Linked DNA regions of Zea mays: region 2 is linked to region 1. A link is a contact called in public Hi-C data. All regions are on one chromosome and are shown on one strand. The core of a region is the stretch at or near the end of the contact, and the rest is flanking DNA. Distances in the headings are between cores, read along the strand shown.

Region 1 (3,450 bases), core at 129-2,628:
TAACACAAGGTTCAATCTTCAACTTGCGTTTGCAAATAGAATACAGGTATACTGTATATGTAACTGAACTATAACACTGATTATTACACAGATAAATCTATTCCTACTTACTGTACTACAGAAATCCATGTGTCCCTGAATCCATCTAGACTCATACTCACCAACATTGTATGTTTGCATAGGCTACCATGCTCTAATTTCACTTGAGATTTTTACATACTTCCTGGAAACGTACACCAAACTTGGAAAAATCAAGTGACTTTACATTAAGAAGAAACAGGCACCCAAATCCATATTGAATAGAACTTGAACTTGTGTTGGCTGAGCACGCAATCACTGAACTACAGTATTACACCCTTTAACCAACCATGCTGGGCTTGATTCCTTTGCTTACCTGGTAATGCACACTCGACAGCGGTTACTTAAACTATTGAAATAAACAGGGAGCGTTACCGAATTTGCCGACGTTATTACTCGTGTCCAACTAACACGTAGGCCGTTAGGTCGACAGTAACGATACAAATACTTTCCATTTTGGACAAGGTAGCACTCACTATGAATATTCCATGCAAAGGCACATGGTTCCATGAGTTGCGACTATGGCTACTGCATAAAAAATCTACCACGCACACAACAAAGATCAATATTTCTTCCAAATCCCACGATCCAGCAAACCAGTTCATTCCAGCCAATCGTCCAACAGCCTGCACCAAACACCACCCTAAACGCTGCTCTAAGCACAGACCAGTAGCCACTGAAGATGATGATTCCAGCTCGAGTTGAGGTCACCCAAGACAAGTGGGAGACGAGAAAAAACACACGGGGGCCGGGGCCATTTCCACTGGCGCTCACTACCATAAAAGATCAGCGGGAAAGTAATCCAGAACCAAGTTTCCGATTGTGTACAAGTACAATACTGTAAGTCAGTAGGGCTCCCGCTAGTGCTCCCCACTCATGCGCATCACGAAGCTAAACACGCCCAAAAGGCCAAAAGTGGAATCCGGAGGGCTCCTCACCTGGCCAGAGCCGGAGGCCGCGGCCTCTTGGCATCAGGGCGCCCGTCGCCGGCGTCCTCGAGCCCACGCTTGTCCTTCATCGTCGCTGGCACGAAGACCCGAGCAAACCTGCACGGAATCCAATGAGGTCCGCGTCAGATTCCCGCCTCTCCACGATTCGGCGCGCGCGACGAACCAGCCGGTAGGGTTGGGGTAGGGGCCAGGGGGGGACCGGACTGGAGAGATCGTTCACCTGGCTCGGCCGCCGGAACCGGAGACGGGAGCGGTGGCGAGGGCCAAGCCCAGGCGGCCAGCCGAGATCGCGGACAGAGGAGGGGAGCGACCGACCGCGCAGCGCGCGCACAGTTCGATGTGGTGGGGGGAATGAACCTACTGTACTGTATGTCTGTATCCTGGAGGAGTATACTGCCAACGCTTCTTCGCACTCGCACCCTGCCGTCGACTCGTCGGTCGCAAAATCGGTCACTGACTTTGGCCCCGCACTTGGATTGGTGTGCCGGTCCCACCGGGCGTCGGTACGGTGCGCGAGCGGGTACGGTGCGAAGCGAAAAGCGGAAAAGCAGCACATTGTGGGGCCCGCAGTGACAGTGACGTCGGCATCTGGTTGGGTGACGTGGTCTGGCCGCACGCAAATATCCCAAGGGCAGGAGAGCGGGGCCGGGGCGGGCGGTCCACGAACGGCGTGATCTTCTGGCGGGGGGCGGGAGGAGATAATGATTACCACCACATGGATCGGGCTCAAGGGAATAATTAAACACGTGAGTAGGCCCGGTACCCCACCTATGGTAGTTTAAGAAAAAGAAAAAGAATATTACGAGTCCCTTTCTTACGCTGACGTCTTTATGAAAGGGAAATGCTGGTTGTTGTATAAAACTTTTTTTCTCGAAATGATGGTACGCTTATGCACACAAATATATACGGGTACAATACTTATGTGTTGGGATGGCTGATTTTTTTTGTATTTTAACCCTTTTCTGGAAAAATAATTATATTTAGACGATGACTTAATTCTGTTTTTAATCTTTTGCTAGGCGTCATAAATTATGGCGACGAGGTACATAATCCCTAGGTTGGCGAGGGTACAACACTGCTCAGCGCCACAGTCTGTGGCGCCGAGGTACGTAATCCGCTGGTTAGCGAGGGCTGACATAGCGCTTACGTGGCATCTAGCTCCAATGGTGAAGCCAAAATATGATTAGGGGGGCTAAATTAGATTAGAGGTTGTTGGAATGTTTTTTTCACCATTTACATGAGAATTGGTTAAAAACTAATAGCTCCTATAGAATTAGGAGAGTATTAGGGGAACATTGCCACCGTGTCGTCGCCCTGCCTAGCTCGGCTCCAAGGCGCCGAGCTAGGAAGTCCTATAAAATCAGTGTTTTTCTGGCTAAGAGTTACACCCAACCATTTATCTCTCTCGTTTCCATCTTCATCCATATCGTCGAGATGTGCTCCAATCTTTGTATTCGAGTTGAAAATTATTGATTTGATCTGTATATCTTGAAGACCAAGGTATGGTATCTCTCTAATTCGTTTGTTACATATATTGCGTTGCATGGTTTCGATTAATTAGTTTTGATTTGTGTGCGTATTACTATTTCTATATAGTTGTGACTGTATATCCATATGCATCTAGTAAGGATGCTCTTATTCCTCATGATCTTCCTGTGCCTAATTGTGACTGTGGCAGTCCAACTTTGGTATGTCAATCTAAACATCCAAACACGGCTGTTTGTTGCTTCTACACTTGTGGCGGTTTTAACGTGCGCGGTTTATAACTTGTGTGTCATTGATGTTTACTAAATATGTACTAATGCTTCGCTCCATTCCTTAGGATCACTTGAGGTGTTTTTTCTAGTGGATCGACGGTTCTGATAAGTTTGACCATCGATATCAATTGGTTGTGCGAAAGGAATACACATAAGTGCCAAGCAAAAGGTCAGAAAACAGAATTAAGTCGTCCAGATGTTTAAATGAGTTTTTTTAGAAAAGTCGACTAAAATACAAAAAATCGATTGCAATGGACTGATGACACACAATCTAGCAATCTATTTACAGGGTGTTTGGTTTGGGGAATGAGTTAGTCCATTATTTTCTCACTCCTCACTTTTTTGTTGTTTGGTTTGTGGAATAATATGGGTTGATCCATCACCACCTTATTCCTCATAGTTAACTAGGTATGTGCCCGTGCGTTGCGACGGAAGTAAAAAAATTGTATGAAACATAGATGTAGAATGATAAACATCACTATAATATGTAAAATCCGTGTGAAAAACATTAGCAATATTGCACAAATTATTTCTAAAGAGTCAATATATAATTTTTAATGACAGGCAAATGAAATCGTTGACAGAAGCTTAGCAACCGTCACATTTGTTCAAGGGATCCAGGAGTTTAGAAACGAAGGCATTTTTATCATAGAAACTTAGTCAAA
Region 2 (3,740 bases), core at 315-2,814, 160 kb before region 1:
ATTAAAATTTCTTCCTGCAAGAAACTTTAGGGAAAATATATATAGAGAGAGAGAGAGAAATTAGGCCGGATATGCTACGTGGGCTGATGATGCACGCAAAACGGGCCAAATAAACGAACTTAGATGATCTGGGGGCTGCAGCTCTGTAGGGGCGGCGTCCTTGGCAATTGGCATGTCTGGAGGTTGGAGGAGTGTCCGGCGGGGAGGGGATCTCCCCGCGCCGCGCGTCCGGACTAGACAGAGACAGCGATCTAGCCACCGAAACGAGTCCCGCCGCGCTACTACGCTGGCCGCTCACGCACGGCACTCGGTCGGTCTGGCCTGGTGCCGCGACGCACGCGCGATGGCGAGTCGTCGACGCGTTCGCCCTTCGCCGTATCGGATCGTGTGGATCCCGGGCCGGCAGCCGCGGGTGATCTGCGGGCTGGGGGTGTCCATCTACCACCGGTGCGCGACGCGTCCGAGCGTATGATGGCTCGCGCACGCACGCACGAACGTTTGGTTTCGCACGATTCCACGAGGCCGTGTACCATACCACCGGTTGAACCGTGTCCTATTAAAAATAGGTATCAAATTCGAAGGTTAACGAGCGGCCAGGAGGAGAAGAACTCCTGGATGAGGATGACAGACGGCTGCGGCCCTTTTATGCCGTCCTCATCATGTGGGTGGGTCTAGTCCCCGATCAACAACGCTGATGCGTACAGTACGCATTTGGCACACACAATCAGATCAGCAGAGAAGATATCCAGCCAATGGAACCGGCTTTTGTTAATCGGACGACGAGAGGAAGCCAAGCCAACGACACCACACGATCGATCTCGTTAATTACTAAAATAATTAGGGAGGAAAAGGACAAACTAACGTCGCCCACATGCTGTTGCTACATTGCAGACGGATGTGGGCCCTGCCGGACCACGAATTCAGGAGAGCACTCGGCCCATCCCTCCTCCAGGTCCGGAGCGCCCGCCGCCGGGGGTCTCGCTCTCGCCGCGCGCGTCATCCACCACGCCGCAACTGCGAGCACCGCAGCCTCCGCTCCACCGCCGGCGCGGACCTCCGACCAGCGCGCGGCGGCCATCGCGACGCGGAGCGGGACGCGACGACGGCACGCGGGCCCCGCCGCGACCCTCTTCCTCCTGGCCCACCCCCCCTCCAGCACGTCCTCCGCCCTCCTCCCTCTCCCTGGCGGCGGCGGCGCCGCCCTCGACTGCGCGGAGTCGGCCGTGGACAGGCAGGAGCCGCTGGACGAGGACGCCCCGGACTCGGCGCCCCCGCGCGGCAGGCGGCGCCTCACGTGCCTGGACGCCAGGAAGTTGGCGCCGTGCACCTTGGCGTCGCAGCGCGGGCAGAGGAACGCCGAGTCCGCGGCGCAGTGCACGGCCGCCGCGCTCCCGCAGAGCTCGCACCGCGTCCGCGTGCCCGCTGCCGCGGCGTCACCAGCGGCACCCATCCTGCCTGCTTGTCTCCTCTGCCTTCCCCTCGGACTCGGGAGCGTAGCAGCTGGGTCCGCCACTGTGCTCAGCGGATGACGGATTCGACCGCCTCCCTCCCTTGCACCCTCCAGGTGACCAGGTCTCACAGGAGCACCGGACGACACGCCGCCGCCTTTATATACGAGTCTCCGCGCGCGGGCGGAAGCTTCGGCCGGGAAGCAAGCAGCGGGGGCCGGGGGTTTGGAGGCTCTCGGGGGGCTGCGCGTGTGGTCGGCATTTAAAGGGGCCCCGCCCCGCCCAGCCCAGCCCACCGGCTGGTAGTGGCCGATGGCTACTGACCGTGGGCTGGTCGCGCTCGCGCTCGCGCTCACTCGCCGGCCAGCCACCACACGTGTACTGCTGCTAGCAAAAAGGGGTGGGGTCCCCGGTTGGACTTTTCCGTCCGACTCTCTCGCTTCGCAATTCGCATCGTTGATTCGTTGGCGTGGTGGAGGAGGACTGGAGGCTGGAGAGGGACTGGGAAAAAAACAACGTGCCGCGGCTGCGGGCACGCGCCAGGTGCGGCTGATTTTGGGCGTGCTGGTAACGTAGTGTAGTCCAGCCACCTGCTAAAGCGAGACGAGAGAGAGGTTGTTGAATCATAAAGGACAGACTGAATACCAGATGACTTCTCAGAACAAGGAACATGGAGCTTGACACGTATAGCTGTGAAAAATTGTACTCCCTCCGTTTCTTTTTATTAGTCGCTAGATAGTATAAAATTGCACTATCTAGCGACTAATAAAAAGAAACGGATGGAGTATAATACAGGAGGAGGAAACCACGTCCCACTTGTTCCTGAAACGCAGATATGTCCGGCGTGGCTGGCTGCTACATGGAATCACACAGTGCCACACACCGGAAACCCCTCAAACAATACGCCGGACGCGTTTGCAACTTGTCAAACCTTGGAGAATGGAAGCTATCATAACGTGTATTTGGAAATGTCGAAACAATTGGATCTTCGAAAACCGAAACAATTGGATCTTCGAAAACCGGCCGCCCACAGTGGATGCTTGCGAGGAAATGTTTATTTATACAGGAAACAATTCTTACCTGCTATAGACTCAAGATTGTGGTAGCAGAACAGATGAAGCAATGGGTGCAACAATTGTAAAGTGCAAAATCACACTCCCTGTAAAAACTAGTTTTCATAAAATCCTATACTGATCAGTAAAAAAACTGTAAGGCAAAGGCCCTACAGTCATTTCCCTCAAGAGAGAGAGAGAGAGAGAGAGAAAGGTTGTTGAACGCTTCCCCTTCCTTCCTCGGTTCCTTCGGTCCTCCTTGTGGTCTCGGACTCTCGGTTCGGAGACGTCCGGGTCGTCCTCGCCGGCCGTTCGCTGTACGATATTTCAGCGAATGAACGGACGGAAAAGGTTCGGCTTTTTTACTCGTTCTGTACTTCTGTGTACCAGGCTTGTCCTACCCAATCCCACGAAATTACGGTCGCCGCTAATGCCGAGATAGGATCAAAACTTCAATTCTATTCTCCTGGCCGAGATTCAGAGGGGTACATGACATGAGGTAGAGCTCTCTCGCAAGCCACACCAGATTTGGCCTGGTAAACTGAAGAGTTTGATCTATTTGGGATTTAAACTCACTCAATTCCACCCAATCCATATGGATTGAGAGCTAACCGAACAAGCCCTAAACAGGTGCGGTTCGCAACTCTATGTGCCCAACCGGCAACTAGCCATTTCTGTGGGCCAAACAGATGTCAACATGTCTTGCCGTTCGCTTCGAATTAAAACCAGTTTTTCAGACCGGTGTAGGTACAATTCATAGAGATAAAAATCTGTACGGATTAAAATCAAACGAACAATCATTTTCGAAGTCAAAACAAGTCATCTTCCTAGAAAAGCGGTCCGTCTCAAGCAACAATGCCTAAGGGTTTCGTTACTCACAGCTCCACCAAGTCCACAGTAAAAAAATGGCCGTCAAACATTTCGCCCCCAAGAGACAGGAAGCAGGGCAACGCTTTCACAGTTTTGAGTTATAACCTTTTGTTTTTTTTCTTTTCCTGAAAGGCAAGCATAACATCGCCAACCATTTCCCCCAACAAGATAGGAAGCAGGGCAAACTCTCCCAGTTTCGTGACATGCTCTTGCTCTGCTAAAAGACAAGATGGTATATTGTCAGTTCAATCAAGCTTGCAAAAAATTGTAGGCCAACATATACTCCTGCACTAGAATTGACTTAGCTGTTAGCAGTGTAAGCTGGGGAAAAAAAGAAGAACAAAACAGCCAAAAGTGTTGAACAGCCAGA

The links. A called contact is a pair of places that touch in the nucleus more often than the background predicts.
Region 2: a contact with region 1 is called in a Hi-C map of leaf, with 5 times the contacts expected there. The contact joins the promoter of LOC109946110 here to the promoter of LOC100286080 in region 1. A contact is called at or near these places in 2 of 25 Hi-C or Micro-C datasets (leaf and seedling).

The regions. Positions count from the first base shown.
Region 1 is chr4:243,826,363-243,829,812 of Zm-B73-REFERENCE-NAM-5.0, reverse strand. It overlaps LOC100286080, which reads right to left and starts at 1,378. Exons shown (of 9, transcript NM_001158968.1): 1 at 1,249-1,378; 2 at 1,017-1,124. The coding sequence starts at 1,096.
Region 2 is chr4:243,981,361-243,985,100 of Zm-B73-REFERENCE-NAM-5.0, reverse strand. LOC109946110 (B-box zinc finger protein 32-like) reads right to left here and starts at 1,564. Exons shown (of 1, transcript NM_001320520.2): 1 at 815-1,564. The coding sequence starts at 1,450. The coding sequence ends at 881.